2 separate regions of the Anas platyrhynchos genome follow, and region 2 is linked to region 1. A link is a contact called in public Hi-C data. All regions are on one chromosome and are shown on one strand. Each heading gives the region's core, a stretch centred on a gene start, on an enhancer-like site or on the middle of the called end of the contact. The rest is flanking DNA. Distances are from core to core; before and after follow the strand shown.

The links. Hi-C and Micro-C count contacts between places; a contact is called where the count stands out from the background.
Region 2: a contact with region 1 is called in a Hi-C map of subcutaneous adipose tissue, with 2.7 times the contacts expected there. The contact joins the promoter of ABCC9 here to the enhancer-like site in region 1. A contact is called at or near these places in 3 of 8 Hi-C or Micro-C datasets (liver, skeletal muscle and subcutaneous adipose tissue).

What each region holds. Positions count from the first base shown.
Region 1 is chr1:75,975,839-75,983,760 of IASCAAS_PekinDuck_T2T, forward strand. All of the region lies in intron 1 of LOC119713440 (a long non-coding RNA gene), which reads right to left. The region is part of intron 3 of LOC119713439 (a long non-coding RNA gene); the gene reads left to right. Among named protein-coding and RNA genes, the nearest start is that of KCNJ8, 31 kb to the right of the region's middle. Within about 2 kb of position 3,938, at least 3 of the 8 cell types and tissues checked have an H3K27ac peak or open chromatin away from gene starts, as enhancers often do.
Region 2 is chr1:76,094,296-76,102,217 of IASCAAS_PekinDuck_T2T, forward strand. ABCC9 (ATP binding cassette subfamily C member 9) reads right to left here and starts at 3,913. Exons shown (of 39, transcript XM_072042230.1): 1 at 3,695-3,913; 2 at 2,299-2,336.

The DNA of each region.
Region 1 (7,922 bases), core at 2,688-5,187:
TGAAAATGTGTCCAAGAAAGGATGAGAAACCCTCCTGTTCCAGTGAAGTCCAGATCAATGGTGTTTGTTATGCTTTCTTAGAAGACACAGACCAATCTTAAAGTGCGTATCTCTGTTTCTCATTTGTACAATAAAGTTATAGTTTGCATTCTCCATGCCATTCTGTCAGTGGGAAAGGGAATAGGATTTCAGGGAAAGGATTTCAGCTCTGTCTGTGCTCACCATGACTTATTTGCTTGCTACCTTGAGGGGTGACTGATTGGGGTCTGGGTACACACAGAACTTTCCACTTGATTTAGAATTTAGCAGCTAGGAATAGCTGCTATTTAATGAAGAGTAGACTGACATCTGGTGGCAAAACAAAACAACCAACACCAACCAACATAATCCCACATATACTTCACTAAAAGTAAGAAACCTAAGTTTTTCTCTTACACACGGGTGACCACAAACTGGCAGGACAGGAAACAGAGGGCAGATTTTTTTTTTTTTTTGATCCAAACAATAGCTAAAAAATGGACCAGCTTTTGTTTGTTTGTTTGTTTGTTTTTGTTTGTTTGTTTGTTTTTGTGGAAAGCTGGCCAGCAAGTATTGAGAAAAATGGAATGAACATTTCTATATTTAGTAATTCTTTTACCAAACCTTTAATTTTCTTGTCCTTATGGCGGTAGCAATGTATTATAATGATATCAATGTATTATAATGAGTACAACTGTGTTGGACAGGCTGAGCCCACACGTAGGGGTCAGAGTCAATAGACTGTCTAAACCAGGGACTAGGTGGGCTGTCTGTCCCAGCTGTGGTCTAGGTGACAATTGTGACCAGATTTTAACAGTATGTGACAGTAGTATCAAATGCCATCAATTTGGAGCCCTTGACACGAGATCACTTTTCTGCACTGGACACAATAGCCCCTCACTTTCTGGGCAGAGGTGTGTGAGCTTCTGCAGCAGCAGTCCTGTTAGGTCTGGTCTGCTTCAGTCGATGATCAGTGCCTGCTCTGCCACAAATCTGCGCAAGTCTGTGCAGAAACGATTACTTCAGAATGGCTAATTCAGCTCCAGAATGATCCTGAATAGCATTTAATGAGGTGAATCGTTGTCTGGTGTGTATATATTAGCCATAGGCTATCCATTCAGTCCACAGATACATCAGCTCTTACAAATTTCTTGCTAAGGTCACAACACTTCCTGTCAGATGTTGTCAGTGCCATGGGATTTTCCTGCTTCCAGGCAGTAGAGTGGCCTCACCTGTTCCTTGATGCAAATGATGGGAAGACGTTTCAGTCCACATGAACTTCTTAAAGCCACTGTCCATTGGTATTGTTGTTCCTCTGATGGTTCCTCTAGTAGCTTGCTCCTGTTGGCTTTAGTCATGCTGGTGAGACATGTGCCAGTGTTGTTCCTACAGGTCTTAAGGTCTTGGAGCCTAGGAAGGATGGTAGTTTCTGTGCTGCTGAAAGCTGACCATGATGTTATGACCACTGACCATGCTTATTTAATGGACTTTGTTATTTGTTATACCTTTTTCTCAAAATTCCCATTAACCTTCAGTGAAGCTGTTTGCAGCTCTACCTCCCTGTGTTATTCATTGCACTGTGTTAGAAACTGTGTGAGGAAAGTATAGACTGACCATCTGCCTGGAAAGGAGGCTGTTGGAAAACCAACAAATAAACATTTCCTACAAACCTATTCACTGGTCTTTTACTCTTTTTCTGGAGTTCCACTGCATCCCAGTCTGGCAGATAGGCTGAAGCTGTCCGAGGAGTTACTGGAAATATTGGGAGGAGGCTGATGGTAAATGAGGTCAGGACAGTTTCTAGAAGAGTCATGACAGTGGCCAGTTTCCTCCAAATAGAGGAAAAGATTGTTGTTTGCTGGGGCTTATGAATGATCCAGCTCTCAGTCTTTGAGACCTGATCCATTTCATTAAGGGTGCACTGCCTGCTTTACACCACCATGAAAGCACAAGCATTAAAATAGGTGCTGAGAGCTGGGGAATCTTGGGCATCTGTCAATTTGTTAACTTCCACTTCAAATTGTTCAGAAGATGCTTGCCCATTATTTACTGAGGAATTTTCAGTATTAAGAACAAGTTAGGAGTAGCTTAAATGGAAAAAATAAGATAAGTGAAATAACATTAAATAAATCATGTGCACATAGCCTTTTTATGAAGTATTTTTTTGTGTGTACAATAAAAGTGCTCTCTGCAAATTTGTTACGGCCACCACTAGGTGGTAGTAACAACGCAATTTCTTGATGTATATATATATATCTAAGTTTGATGATTTTTTTTTTTCCTGTTCATGACTCTGAGTGAAAAGTTTTTTAGATTATGATGAAATACCCAGCAAACGTCAGATGTCAAATGGAAACCACAGGCTCATAGTTCAACAGTGGGAAAGAACATGGGCTCCCCCAGAATTGGAGCTAAAGGCAGCACGATTGTAAAAACTAGAGATAAAGTTGATAATGCTAATTATGGAGTCACTGAGTGCAAAGGGAGGGACTTATTTTCCTTATTCTCTATAGATTTGCTTTTAAATGCCTTCTGTATTTATATGCTGTAATATTTGGATCCATCATTAAATTCCCACTTCTGCAACTAGTAAACCACATTTGCATTAATAGTGGGTTTCTGTGCTGTAAGATCCACAGTGCATCAACTTTGCATGGTGTATGATTTAAAGCCTGAAAATAAACAAACAAACAAACAAGCTTTTTCTTTTTTTCTCAATGAATTTATTTATTAAATGAAGGATAAGGTGGGAATTTCTCTTACTCTTTGCTTGTGTATGTCTTTGTCTGCAGCTTTGGGCCATATGACTGCTGCTAGGCATTGATTTGGTTACAGTGGAACCAAATTTAAACTAATTATTGTTCAAATGTGTTTTTGGGCAATCCCTTGTTCTTTTATTCTTCAGTAGTTAAAGTTGCTCAAATAGAATTTTCATCCAATCAAGAAAATGATTCTGTGTTCATTGGACCACTGTCCAAACATTGCACTGCAGATTTATTTCCTTCACCCTTGCAGCAAAGTCCTTGCCTAGGTACATGTTTGTACACAGTGTAACTGAGTTTATAATGTACAAAAAACTTACACTAGGATGTAAAAGTTCAATTCCTTCTGCATCTAGATTAGCATATATATCTGCTGGTATAAGCACTTCAGTGGTGTAAGTACTTACATGATCATTTTATTTAATGAATTTGATGTTGTAGCAGGAAAATAAAGGGCATTACACTGAGATATGTTTAATTGTAATCTGCAAAGAAGAGTTACTTGATTATCGTTTTTACATAACGAATCCTACTTATAGAACCACTTCCATGTTCTGGAATCCTAATACACAACTACCACTCTAGTTCTTACATTTATAATGCATTTTGAGATTCAGCTGGTAAAGTGAATGCACTTCTCCCACAGAATAAAAGCTATATTCTATTATGGTATCAGGTAAAATATCTGACAAAAGAAATAGCCTTATACACTGAATACAATTTTTAAAATGAGATTTTTTTTTTTCCAAAAAATTTGCTTATGTCAAACTCAAAGCTTTTGAGTCAAATTGTTCCATGCCCCAGGCATTCCTCCCCCCCCCCACCTTTTTTTTTTTTTTTTTTTAATCATAGAACATGTTGTATTAGCATTCAGACATCTTAATAACATGAATCTCATATTACTGTATGTGCAATGATTACTGTGTTGTTTATTTGACCCAGGTGTCCTGTCACCACAATTTATCACCAACTAAACAAAAGTTAATGCTAGGGAAATATAAGTTTTATTAGGTGACCTCCTCCTGCTCTTTTCCTCCATTTTTTTTTTTTCTCCAGTCTGGTTGCAGTGGAACCAAACTTCAAAAACAAATTGAAGTAGCAGTGAGTCAGGCCCTTATTTCATGTGCTCGACAGCACAGCCCGAGTTGCAATGTGTTTGGAGACATGACTAAGAACAGCTGTGCAAGTTGGTCACCGTGTTGCACTGAGGCACCAGGACATTACATCTAATCCTTCCCATTTGTATAAAATCCACACAGAAGAGGTCAAGAAGCTGCAAAAAAAGCAACACAGTCTCTCCTCTCAGATGCATTCTTCGTGCTCTATTTTTACAGAAACCTCTGAAGCAGCCCTTTAGTTCAAGCTGTCCTGAGATTAATGATTCCGGGAGGGTTAGCCAGCCTTCCCAGCCATGGAAAAGTCATCAGGCTACTCAGTCAGCACAACAAATTGATAAGGTGCTGTGCAAAATGCTCTTTCATCTTCTGGCAGACTGGGCCCCAACCCTTTGTCAAACACATTTGGAGGATGCCACAGGAATTCAGTTGAGTGTAAATATCTGCCACAAAAGTTCTCCCAATAACGTCAAAGCAAGGATACACAAAGAAAACAAGACCTTCCCATAAATGCCACTGAAAAAGCCATTTTATTAGCTGATGGCAGCATTAAACATTGGTTTCCTAGAGCATTTACAACACAGCTAGTAGCAAATAAGCCAGAGGACAGTGAAGCTTTATCATTTGTCATTGCATTTGCCATGTTAATTAGAGTTCTGCTCAACAACAGCAGCTCTACAATCTGCCAGAGTGTTTGTGGGTTCAACAACAGTGTAGGGCCATCCCTGTGCTGCAAATCTGCTAGAGACAAGCAGTTACTCGGACACAGCACCTGGCTATGGCCGGGCAGCCTGCGACCCCTCAGCAGAGTCCCTACGTCCCTTGGAGACCCAAAGCCTCCTTAGCGGTGAAGTCAGACTGTGCAGCAGGGCTGGTGCCAGCTTGCCCATGCTGATTCTGCTCTGCTGTGGCTGTTGTGGGGCTTCTCATGGTTTACTGCCTGATAAACCAGCCAGAAAAGTCCCCCTTTCTGCCACTGCATTAGCCACTCACCCCAGCTCATTGTGCTGCTGGACAAATCCTGCAGAAAGCAGATCACTCAGCTGAAACCACCAAGTGTAGTTTTGCCTTGCCTCCAATTAGCAAGTGTGAAGTAAAAATTGTGTCTTAATTATCTCATCTCTGTAGATCTTATTCCAAATTTGCAGATCCAGGCTTTAACTCTTGGAGTTACACATGGAGTGTGTAACAAAGTTGGTAGGCAAGTAGAAAGGGTTTGAAAACCCCAAATGTGTCATTGATTTACAGGGAATCTGAAACTGAACTTGAGTTTTTAAAGATAAAAGAGAGCTTGAAATTAGTGTTAATTAACACAGACAGCTGCCACTCAAATAACTGATAATGGGTCCATGGCGTATCCTGAGTGCTGTATACATTTCTCTCCCTTCAGAAAAGGCATGGTAGAACAGAAAGTGTCAGGAACACAACAAGGATGATGAATAAAGTGGAAGGACTAAATTAGGTAGGACCCCTGATGACACAAGAAGGAGCTTGTGACAGACATTTAGAAGATACATGCTGCCTGGGGAAGATGTGTAAGAAACTGTTCCTCACTGTCTCTGTAATGCAAGCTAATGGGAATCACTTCAAACTGCCAGAAAAGGTACAAAACATATATAAAGATGTGATCCTTCACCCCAAATACATTTAATCTGTCATTCTTTGGTGCAGCAGCTGCTGGGTGCTATCAATGTATACACATATTCAAAAAATGACCTTACATCTTCAGGGAACAAAAATCCACAAGGGTTGTTTGTTGTGAGACCATAGCTCTGCCTCAGAATGCTGTTGGCAGCATAATGCAGATGCTGGGAGAGGTTCCTGGGGGAGGGTGCCACCATCTGCTCTTGTAATGCTTTATTGGCCACTTTGGGGAATTTCTGTGGAAAACGGCCAGTGTACTACTGGGTAATAAATATGCAAAGAGTATGGATCCATCTTCTAGCTGAATAAAGCCATTAAATTGCGAGTCATCATAGTGAGCAACTGCCATATTAAGCCATTAAGAGGAGCTATCACATTTAATAACTAACCTCAAGAGACTATGCCATGTAAGGGGAACATTTGGTCTTTCCAACTGTGTCTGCCCTTATATTCTTACATGGCATCCTTGTGTCTTACTCAAAACTCGTGAATGCTAAAGCTACACCAAAATTTATGTCATAAAAGAATAAACAGAAAAGCAGATTGAAGAGACAATGCAAGCCCTTACCAAACCCTGAGGTGAGTTGGGACCAAGCCTGAATGCCATTTGATACCATGGTAAAAGGGCAATCATTACCCATAGGTGTGTGAGTATGGGTACAGTAAGTAGCAGTGAGATGATTGTATTGATATGTGACAGTTGGGAGCCCAGCATGGGAATAAGAGATTTGTACTGTTTGCCCTTTAAAAAGAAAGCTGAAAAATTGGGGTAAATTAAACAAATGACACCGAAGCTGATGCAGTGCTAAAAAAATGGGAACCCTAAAGAAAACTTAATCTGTTCATTTAATTGGTGTGTGACTTTACAACATGTACAAGTAACTTCCTAGAGAAAAATAGCCAAACATTACATTAAAGTGATCCTTAATCTGACAGAGAGAGTCAGGACAACAGTTACCATTAAAGAAACACACATTCAATTGAGAAATAAAACTGAGATGGATGCTTGAATGTGATTACCTGCAGAAGAAAACTGCCTCAATAGCCATGGTATTCACGCTTGTATACTGGAGACACAGGCAGGGGGATTAGGTTCAAACATTCATCCACCTTGTCACTATCCGTATTCTTTCTTTCTAGGCTTGGGGAAACAGGCTAAAGAAACCCTCTGCCTTACTATGGTCTGACACATTCACCTCTTCCTAGGTATATTGTATCTATTACTTGTAGCTTGTACTTTTTTTTTTTTTGTGTTACCTTAGACCAAGACAACTGGATCTTTGCAAAGATAAGACCGATTGTTATCGTTTATATTGCCATTCTTCCCAGACCCTAATATAGTCCAAATTTTATTGTTCTTCATGCCCTGAAATTATGTTACACTTGGAAACAAAGTGTATGCACCCAATGTGTTTATGTGTTCCTCCTCTCTCGTTAGTAATCTTTAAATACTTTGGCTACCATCAACCACAATGAATGTGGAAGTAGAAGAGAGAGAAAAGCTTGTAGTGTAAAACTACATCTTATTAGTCATTAGAGAATCTGTGTAAGAGAGTGTCTTTATAAATAAATGCTCAGTTATGCGCAATATCACTTGGAATTTTTACATCATTGGGAACCAAAGCTAGACAACTGAAAATAGAAAATCTGTATAAAAGGAGGTGTCACTAGTTCAGCAGCTCAGAGCATGTTTCTCTTTGGAATCTCATCTCTCAAAGATACCAATAATCTAGATTATTATTACAAACTCTGATCATGTCAAGAAGTCTCTTTTTATGTCCTTATTTTTGTTTGATGTATGTAACAAAATAGCTGTTTTGTGAAATGGTAGAGATAATGCCTTTCTGATTGAGTGAAATTTTGCATACTTTATTCTAAACTCTAAGCTTTTATAAGGAGTTATGTTTAACAGATCCTCTGTTATGTTTTCTGCTTCTCAACCAGAAGAATAGACTTTCCAGTCTTTTTTCATTGTGGAACACGACTTGAGCAATGTGAAAATATTCTCGAAGCCCCACATCAAGCTGTGCTGGGTTTTATTTGGTGCAGGAGGCATGGATAACAGACTCTTACATTGTGTATGGCTTGCCAGTTGAACCAGCTCAGCACCCTGTGTCTATGAGACGTGCAGATACTGTGCCCTTGCACAGTTTAGGATAAACTGAGGGTTTTTTTCTTCATAAGGAAATCTGCATTTACAAGGCAGAAGAAATCGACTCGGCTATGCAGTCTTAGTCCTTTTTATAGGATATGAATGAGGCAGTTGAAACATGCCACAACAACCTCTCATTATCAGGCTGAATGATCATTTCTTTAAGCAAGTTTCTCTCCTACCCTGGGCTGCTCCATTGCAGACTGTCCACGAATATCTGTCCCACCAATG
Region 2 (7,922 bases), core at 2,663-5,162, 120 kb after region 1:
ATGAATAGCCATGTTGAAGCTCTTTGAGTTAGCTCTAAGCAAGTCAGAATACAAAGTTCACTCAAGCTTTCCACACAGTGTAGCCAAAGCTAACTTTTCTCCTTACCAAAGATGTGGAGACAAATTTTTCAGGCTGCAGTATGTATGCAGTGAGAGGTCAAAGAGGAAAAGCTGGGCTGCAGAGCCACATGAGGAGAGATTTGAGGAGATTTCTGTTGTTAAGGGATGGTAGAGAGAACAGCAGAGGTTGTTGCAACTCAGAGACGTTATCACAGTTGCCCTCCTACGCGTGCCAAGCCTCCATCCTTGGTGACACTGGCAGCAGCATGGAGATTCTAATTCCTGGAATTGTATGTAGCTGAATCGAGCAGCAAAGCCAGGTTGCTTTATCTTCCCCGGCAGCCTGCTGCTCCAGGCAGCTGCCTGCTTTGCTGTACTCTACAAGGTCCAATGGGGAACCACAAAAATATTAACTCAGTCTCAGAGTTAACAGTGTTCTATTACCACGGTACTCTTTCCAAGACAAGAAGCTCTGCTCGCTGCAAGCCTGAGACGAGACCAGTGTTGAGTTGTTGCAGCTGCCATACTTCAATTTCAATGTTAGCTCATTTAGGACAAACTCAAGGACCTATGAGTCATGGGGAATAGCACAGCAGGGAAATGTCCACTGGTTTCTTAGCAAATCTTTACCTATGTGTCCCAAAGGAAGGGACAGCCTCTGGAAAGCACACATACCTCTTTTTCTCACATGAATTATCAAGACCTTTTTTCTAAGTTCTTACTCAGTTTGTAGTGTTTGTAGCTGAAGGCTTATTTACAGGCAGATGGCTTTGTATAGTGTACAGAAATGACTGCAATAAACAGGAGCAGTCCAACTGCCACTACAAAACAACAGAATGCATAACCTAGACATAAATATTCAGGAGAGGACAGATGAAAGGGTAACAAGTTGTTTTGAAATTTTTTGGACATCTGAAGTTATTGACCACTATTTCTCATCAAGTAGCAGTAGCCTTTCAGGATGCCTGTTGAGATCCTAACACTCATTTCAGAAAACAGTATTATGGCTATTACAAAAATGGCTTTCCCAGAGATAATTCCTCTTTCTGCTGAATACAGTAGGCCACCAAGCTATGCAGGGCTGATTGCACCAAAGTGAGGATATCATTATATATTTGCTTTACTAATAATTATAGTAGGAATGCTATACTTTATAATAACATTGGCAAGCACGCTAGGCTTAACCTAGCATTTCAGTCAGGAGAAATGCAGTAATGTGATAAAGATCTTCGGATAACAAGTGCATACTATTTGAGGGTAGCAGCTACATTCAGCCCCAGTAAGGCTGCCAAATACCTGGTAATTTTTTGTTTTATCACTTGTACAATGAGAGGCCTTTGTGCTTCAAAATTAATGACAAATTGTTCAGTTTAACTTCAGTCTTTGCAAACAGTAGAACTAGTTACAGATTTTCAGTGGTGCTTTTTCTTTCTCCCTTTGCAAACAGTCTGCTGCAAGCTAAAGCAATGAGCAGAACTTCACAGAGTAGAGGAATGAAAAGAGCAGTCAGGAGGATGAGTCCATGATGGTGCCAGTGGACAGTTTCATCTCTCCTTGACATCATTTGGCAATCTGATTCCTTGTTGGTTTACTTTAATGAGGATGTGAACTAACAGCAGCTCACCCTGCAATGAAATAGCTAAAAAAGTTTATGCCCTTTAAGCATTTAAATTTTCATCAAAAAATCTCCATCACTGGCAAACTGAGACTTTCTGGCTCTGAGTTAAGATGTACAGACATTGTCATAATATAATAAACAGAAATCAGTACAAAAGAGTTTAGGAACATACATGTATACTCATTGTGAATAAGAAAAGCATTTTGGGAAGAAAAAAGTAAAAGGACAACAAATTAAGCATGAATGTGATGTAATATTTAACCTAAACACTTACAAATCTCATTTTAACAAATTGAAATTGGGATCCTTAATGCATAGAGTCAATTCCTGAGATAATTTACATAAGGTATAGAAAAGAATAAAATGGGAAAATGGCAGATAATGTAAATTTCCATAAAAACAATAAGAATAGCCTCACTGAGTGCAAAACTGTTAAGAATTTGAGTTACAGACATTTTAATTATCTTTAAAATTTATTTTAATTATATTTAAAATAAGATAAATAAATAAATAGGTAAATAAATAAATAAATAAAATAAGATAAATACATTTTAATTATCTTTAAAATAAGACTTTAAAATTGGGCTTAAAAATCTTCATATTCAAGAGTTTTATCTTACCTGGATTATCACTGTTCTGCACGCTCTGCAAGATATGACTGTAAAGGAAACAGCATAAATACAGTTCTCAGGTGGACCTTGCTTGGGGGAAATATGGAACTTTAAAAAAGTATTTATTTCAGCAGTTCAGTTGCCTAAAAAAATAAAATAAAATCAATAGCTGCACTTCCTGATTAAAATACATCAGCTTACAGAGCATACTTGGGTCTCAGTTCATATTTTTTTGGTCTTAGAATTTGCATTATATGCCCATATATGCATATATACAAGTACACATGTATACATGTATACATATATATATATATGCATATGTGTACACATACAGATGCAGGATGGAGAAAATGCTGCGAGTTTTATGAAAGTAGTTGGTTTTTAACTTCTCAGTAATGGAGTCATTACAAAAGCAAGATTTTTTTTCCTTCTTTCCTGAAATTCACAGAGAAAATTTAAAAAAGATCAAATTATTTTTAGGTTGGATAAGCAGTATGGAAGGCCTAACTTGCCATGGATTTTCAGTTAGTGCTCTGAATCATTTTCCTTTCCAGGTATAAACCTATTAATTCTTTTTTCTTACCTCCCTAAAAGCACCTGATATAATGGAATCTGCAATCCATAGATATGCATTATTTGCAAAGAGTTCTGCTAAGTCAATGGCAAAAAAGTGCTGCCCACTTAAAATCTCTTTTACCCCAAATGATCCTGTACCAAACTTCTCCATTTCTATTTCGGCTTTGACCAGCTACCCTAGATATACCCTGCTTCCTTGCTAAGCACTGTCCCAGTTACCTTGGGCCTTAAGGTGATGAATTTCTGATACTTGTCAGCATTCTCATCACTAACTGGTGTATACCAGCAGCCCGATCCAAACTGCACTGAAGTCAAAGCAAAGTATCTCATTGACTTCAGTGGGTTTTGGATCAGGCCCCAAACACAGAGAAAATCACAACACCAAGGCTGCTAAACACAATACTGACGCTGAAAAGCATTTCACACAAACATCTGCAGTGCTCTCACACATCTAAGACATTGCTTTTTCTTTTTTGGTAAGCTCCTTAACACAATGCAATTTCAACCATCGGCGTGCTACGCTGCCTGCTGCAAAACCTATGACTCCACATGCTAAGACAGGACGGTTTAAAAAAAGAAACATAACCCTGTGCACAGCAGCAAAGAAAACATCAGCGGTAGGGGACTGTAAAGCCTGAGAATGCCTGAGAATGGAAAAGGAAAAGGAAAACAGATCTGAGTTGTAATCCCAGGAAAGAACAAGGAGCAGCCCTGTCCCACAGATATAAAGGGAAGGAGGAGGAGACGGTTAGTGGGGGATGACGGGGTGGGGGGGGGCACTGCATGCCCCGCTTGCTTGCTGAATGTTAGAGCAAACTTTGTAGCTTACCTTTGCAAACACAAAAACAAAATACCAACCCAAATTTTCACTCGGTTGTGCTATGTGATCAATATCATCCCGGTGGCAGGATTTTCCTCCACTTAGTGAAGCAGCTCCAAGCCCTGGAGTGGATTATTTTTAGGCTGGTGATGGGAAGATCAGCTGCTGCCTCCTATCGAGTTTCCAAAGCGCACAAACTCTGCTTGTCTTTCTCACACGCCGAAGGGGGCAGGAAACTGGGAAGAGACAGGCAAGCAAGAAGCACCAATTTTTCGCCGCCTGAAGCTACAGTCCCCTGGGATTTCTTCTGCTTGCTTTTATTTTCATTCTTACTCGCTGGAGTGGTAAGAATCCAAGAGGCTGCATTGCAATGCGCAGGCTATTATCAGATGGTTATCCTGAAATAATTGATTTGGACAAGGTAGTCTAACTTTTGGCAGACATGGGAGCTTCAGTTTTTGAATTCCTTTGAATTAAGCTTGGTTAATTTGAATTTGACAACATAATTTTGTACATTGTCCATCATCTTGAGCAAAAGAGAAAGCATAAGTCTACTCAGATATTTTACTTTAACCTAGATCCCTCCAGACTCTCCCACTTAACATATAGAAGAAATTCCACTTTTTTATCACTTAAAGCACTGGATAGCTTTTCTTTTGAAATAGATGGAAAACAAATAATCTTGAAATAAAATTCGAAGTAAATTTTATGTTTATTCCAGGGATATAATTTTCCATACAATTGCCCTTATTTATAAGGGATAATATTTTTTTGGCAGCCCTGGAAGTTGCTACATTGCGTATGTTTCTTTATTTAAAGTTAAAGAGGTCCTCGAGAGCCTAAAGGCTGGTTTGTTGCCTATTTTCTTTCAGTGCCATTGAAGCAAGATATGCCAAGGTTCAGATTTTTCTGTCATGATAGCTTCATTTTATCAAGCCATACACCTTGAGGCCAAAAACGGCAAAGTTCTTAGGGCTAGACCTGGGGTTTGGCATAAATACTCAGAGCATTTACAAGCACAGCGGTTCTGGGGTTGGGTACCAGAGCTAGAGGCCTCTGGTACAAAGTTTGCTCAGACTTAGCAGAATCCAGGGGTTGCACTGAGATCAGCGGGGAACAGATGGTCTCAAATGGATTGTGGTCAAATGTGTTTTCATGCTATGAAAGGGATTACAGAAAACTGTGATCTGAATATGCAGGGGAATGCTTGGGGCCAAATATTGCCAGAATCATTAAAATCTTGGCAAATCCAGCCTTTTCCTTTTTCTGAGATTTATATATTTTTTATTTTTTTACCTTATGACTATAGGGAAAAAAAAAAGTGGGACCCTCAGATCTAAAAAAGAGTACTGCCTTTTGATATATCGCACTGACTTGAAACATCAACACACCATTACACTGAGCGACTGAGACAGTCCTTGACCATCCTCCACAGCGCTTGAAATGTTTTACTTGCCTTTTTTTTTTTTTTTTCCTTCCCTCAAACATATTAATATTTAGTGTTTCAGGAAAAAGTAACTTTGAGGGGAAAGGATCTGAGTTCTGTTATATATCTATGTTTCATTAAAGATGATACAAAATAAAATCTTTAACCCATCATGTGGCGTTTTGGAAAAAAAAATAAAAAATGTGATTTCTGACAAGGGGAAAAAAGTAATGGAAAGATTTTCTTAATTAAAACATGAAAATTTGATTCACCCATTTCCATCAAACTGTTTTAAAAGGAAGGAAAAAAAGGGTACAGTAAATGAAAATAAATGTAGCAGCTACCAGAATGTTTCATTTTCTATTTTCCAATTGAATGCTTTAATTTTTAGCTAAAATGCTTTCTAAATGAATGTTTAGAAGGATTAAGGAGAGCGGAAAGCTCTAAAACGTCAGAAAACATTCTGCTCTGATCCAGAATGATTTTTTTTTTTTTTGCGTTTGGGCTTCTTGATTCGCCAGATAAATAAATAAATAACAAGGAATGCAAAATGGTTTAAGATGCGTTCGGATTTGTAACTAAATGAGAAAAATGGGGTGATTTTTAGGTGTCTTTGCCCAAAACCTCCCATCCAGTTTCCCACGCCCGCCTCCCGAATGCCTGTAGCCACTGCTCAGAAGCCCCCGGACGCCCCCCACTGCGGGCCGCTGCCCCCTGGCCCCAACCCCAGCCCCAGCCCTGGCCTAGGCCCCAGTCTTTCGCTGCCGTCCCTGCTCGGGGAGCGGGTGTGCAGCCATCAGGGCTGAAGGGCTGCAGAGCGCAGCGCCGCCAGCCACATTACCTGATGACTCTGGGGGGAAAGTGCGCAGATCTTACGAAACCGCCGAGTTTTGGCTGCTGGCTCGCAGCAGGCAAAATTAAGTGCCAAAGCCCATTAACATGCTGGCGATAGTTTCTGTGCTGTTTGCAGGCTTGCATCATGCTTGACCGGCTCAACCTGAAGGAATTGAAATGGTGAAGGAATAGCGGGAGTGGGAAAACGTTTTCATGAAATAGCACTCACCTTTGTGAATACAATCCATTGCAGCCGTGGATTAATTTGCCACAGCTCCCAGCTGAGCACTTTCCACTCTAATTGTCTTGGATTATTTAACTCTCCACACAGCAGAGGGTACCTGTGCTTTGGACACTGTTCATATAACGAGCTGTTTTGCAATATGTGGAGTCTCTGCTGAGTACAGCTCTCTCCCACATTGCAGACCAGTCCATAGACATCCCTCAACACGTACTTCATGGCCCACGAACACTAGCAATCAAATAACTGGCCTTTAAAGAACTATTACTCATTAGCCCAACTCAGGTAGCTGCATACAAGCCCTCAGTCTCTCCCATTCCTTAGGCAAAGAGCTGAAATCACCATTGTTTCACATATACACACAGGTTTTGTTTGAACTGTTGACACTGAACCAGCTGTTTTTCACAAAACCTCTCATGGATCTTCAGCTGAAAAAGTATGGATAAATTACTTGACTTATTTTAAACCTATGTGTACCAGAGTCTTACACTAATATAGCTACATAGGCAATGCTAGGAGGAAATTATATAAGCTAAAGCATATCAAGCCTTTATCTTACTTCTAAATTTGTCACAGCAGCTATCCTTTAGTAGTGCTGTGTCAGGACTCTTGCCATCATATAAAAAGACCAGAGTGACACACCTTCAAGATTAATTGTATTTATGCTTACAGTTCTATTTAAAATAAAAGAAAGGTTTACTGCATTCGTTTTAATTTTATCTCAAAAAATGGATCTGCCAAGAACACTTTAAAGAAGTACCAAAACGTCAATTTTCTATTTTAATTTTTTTTTAATGTAATGGAAAATGCAGCCTGCTCTTTGAATAACTTCTCTGTCCCTTTTAAATATTTATTGTGATTAAGCTTGGAGAGGAGAAGCACCAGAAGCTTAGCATTATTTAAAATATTTTCCACAGCTTTAAAAAAAAAGTTATTATTCCTGGTTTCTATGGGGAAAAGTGTTGTGGAAAATATATACAGCAAAAGTTCAACAGAGCAACCTAAGTGGAAAAGAGCTCTATATGGAGAACTACAAGAAAATCCCAGACCTCGGAGTTCATCACTATAAAAGGTGTATACAGCCACATGACTTGAGCAGGGATGTACCATCCTTCTGATCTTTTGACGGACAACTAAGTGTAAGTGGTGCAGTAGTGAAGTCCCAGGCACCAAATGCAATGCTACACTCATCTCAGTAGTTCATAATCTTGGCTGAATCAGGGTGCAAAATTGCAGTTTATCCGCAGAAGAGATTTGCACTGCTGCAGGTATCTGGGTTGTCCCACACAAGGCTCATAAGCATAAGTCTGGACTACTACTTAGTTGTTAGCATATCCTTCCATGATGCTTCCTCACATTGTTTTGCCAAACTTCCAGCCCCAAGTAGTTTTTATATGAATACAAAAACACAAGTCCAACCACATAAAGAGTTAGAAAGTTCTAAGTTGCAACAGGAACACTTGAATAACATGCCTTTGTACACAGAGCATTAACTAGAAAGTGGCAGTAAGCAAAAATGAGATAGACTAGCTGAGTCTCAGTGTCTCAGATCCCAGAAATATGAAGTAAAGCACTAGGAAAATTCATAAAAATTAGTTATATGTTTAAATGTTAAACACAATATTACTTTTAGGTCTCCAGTTGTATTTGTTCTGTTTGATAAAGGTACTTAAGGGTAGTCACATGGGCAAGAAAACATGTACGGTTTGAATTAAACATTTTTATTCAAAATTACA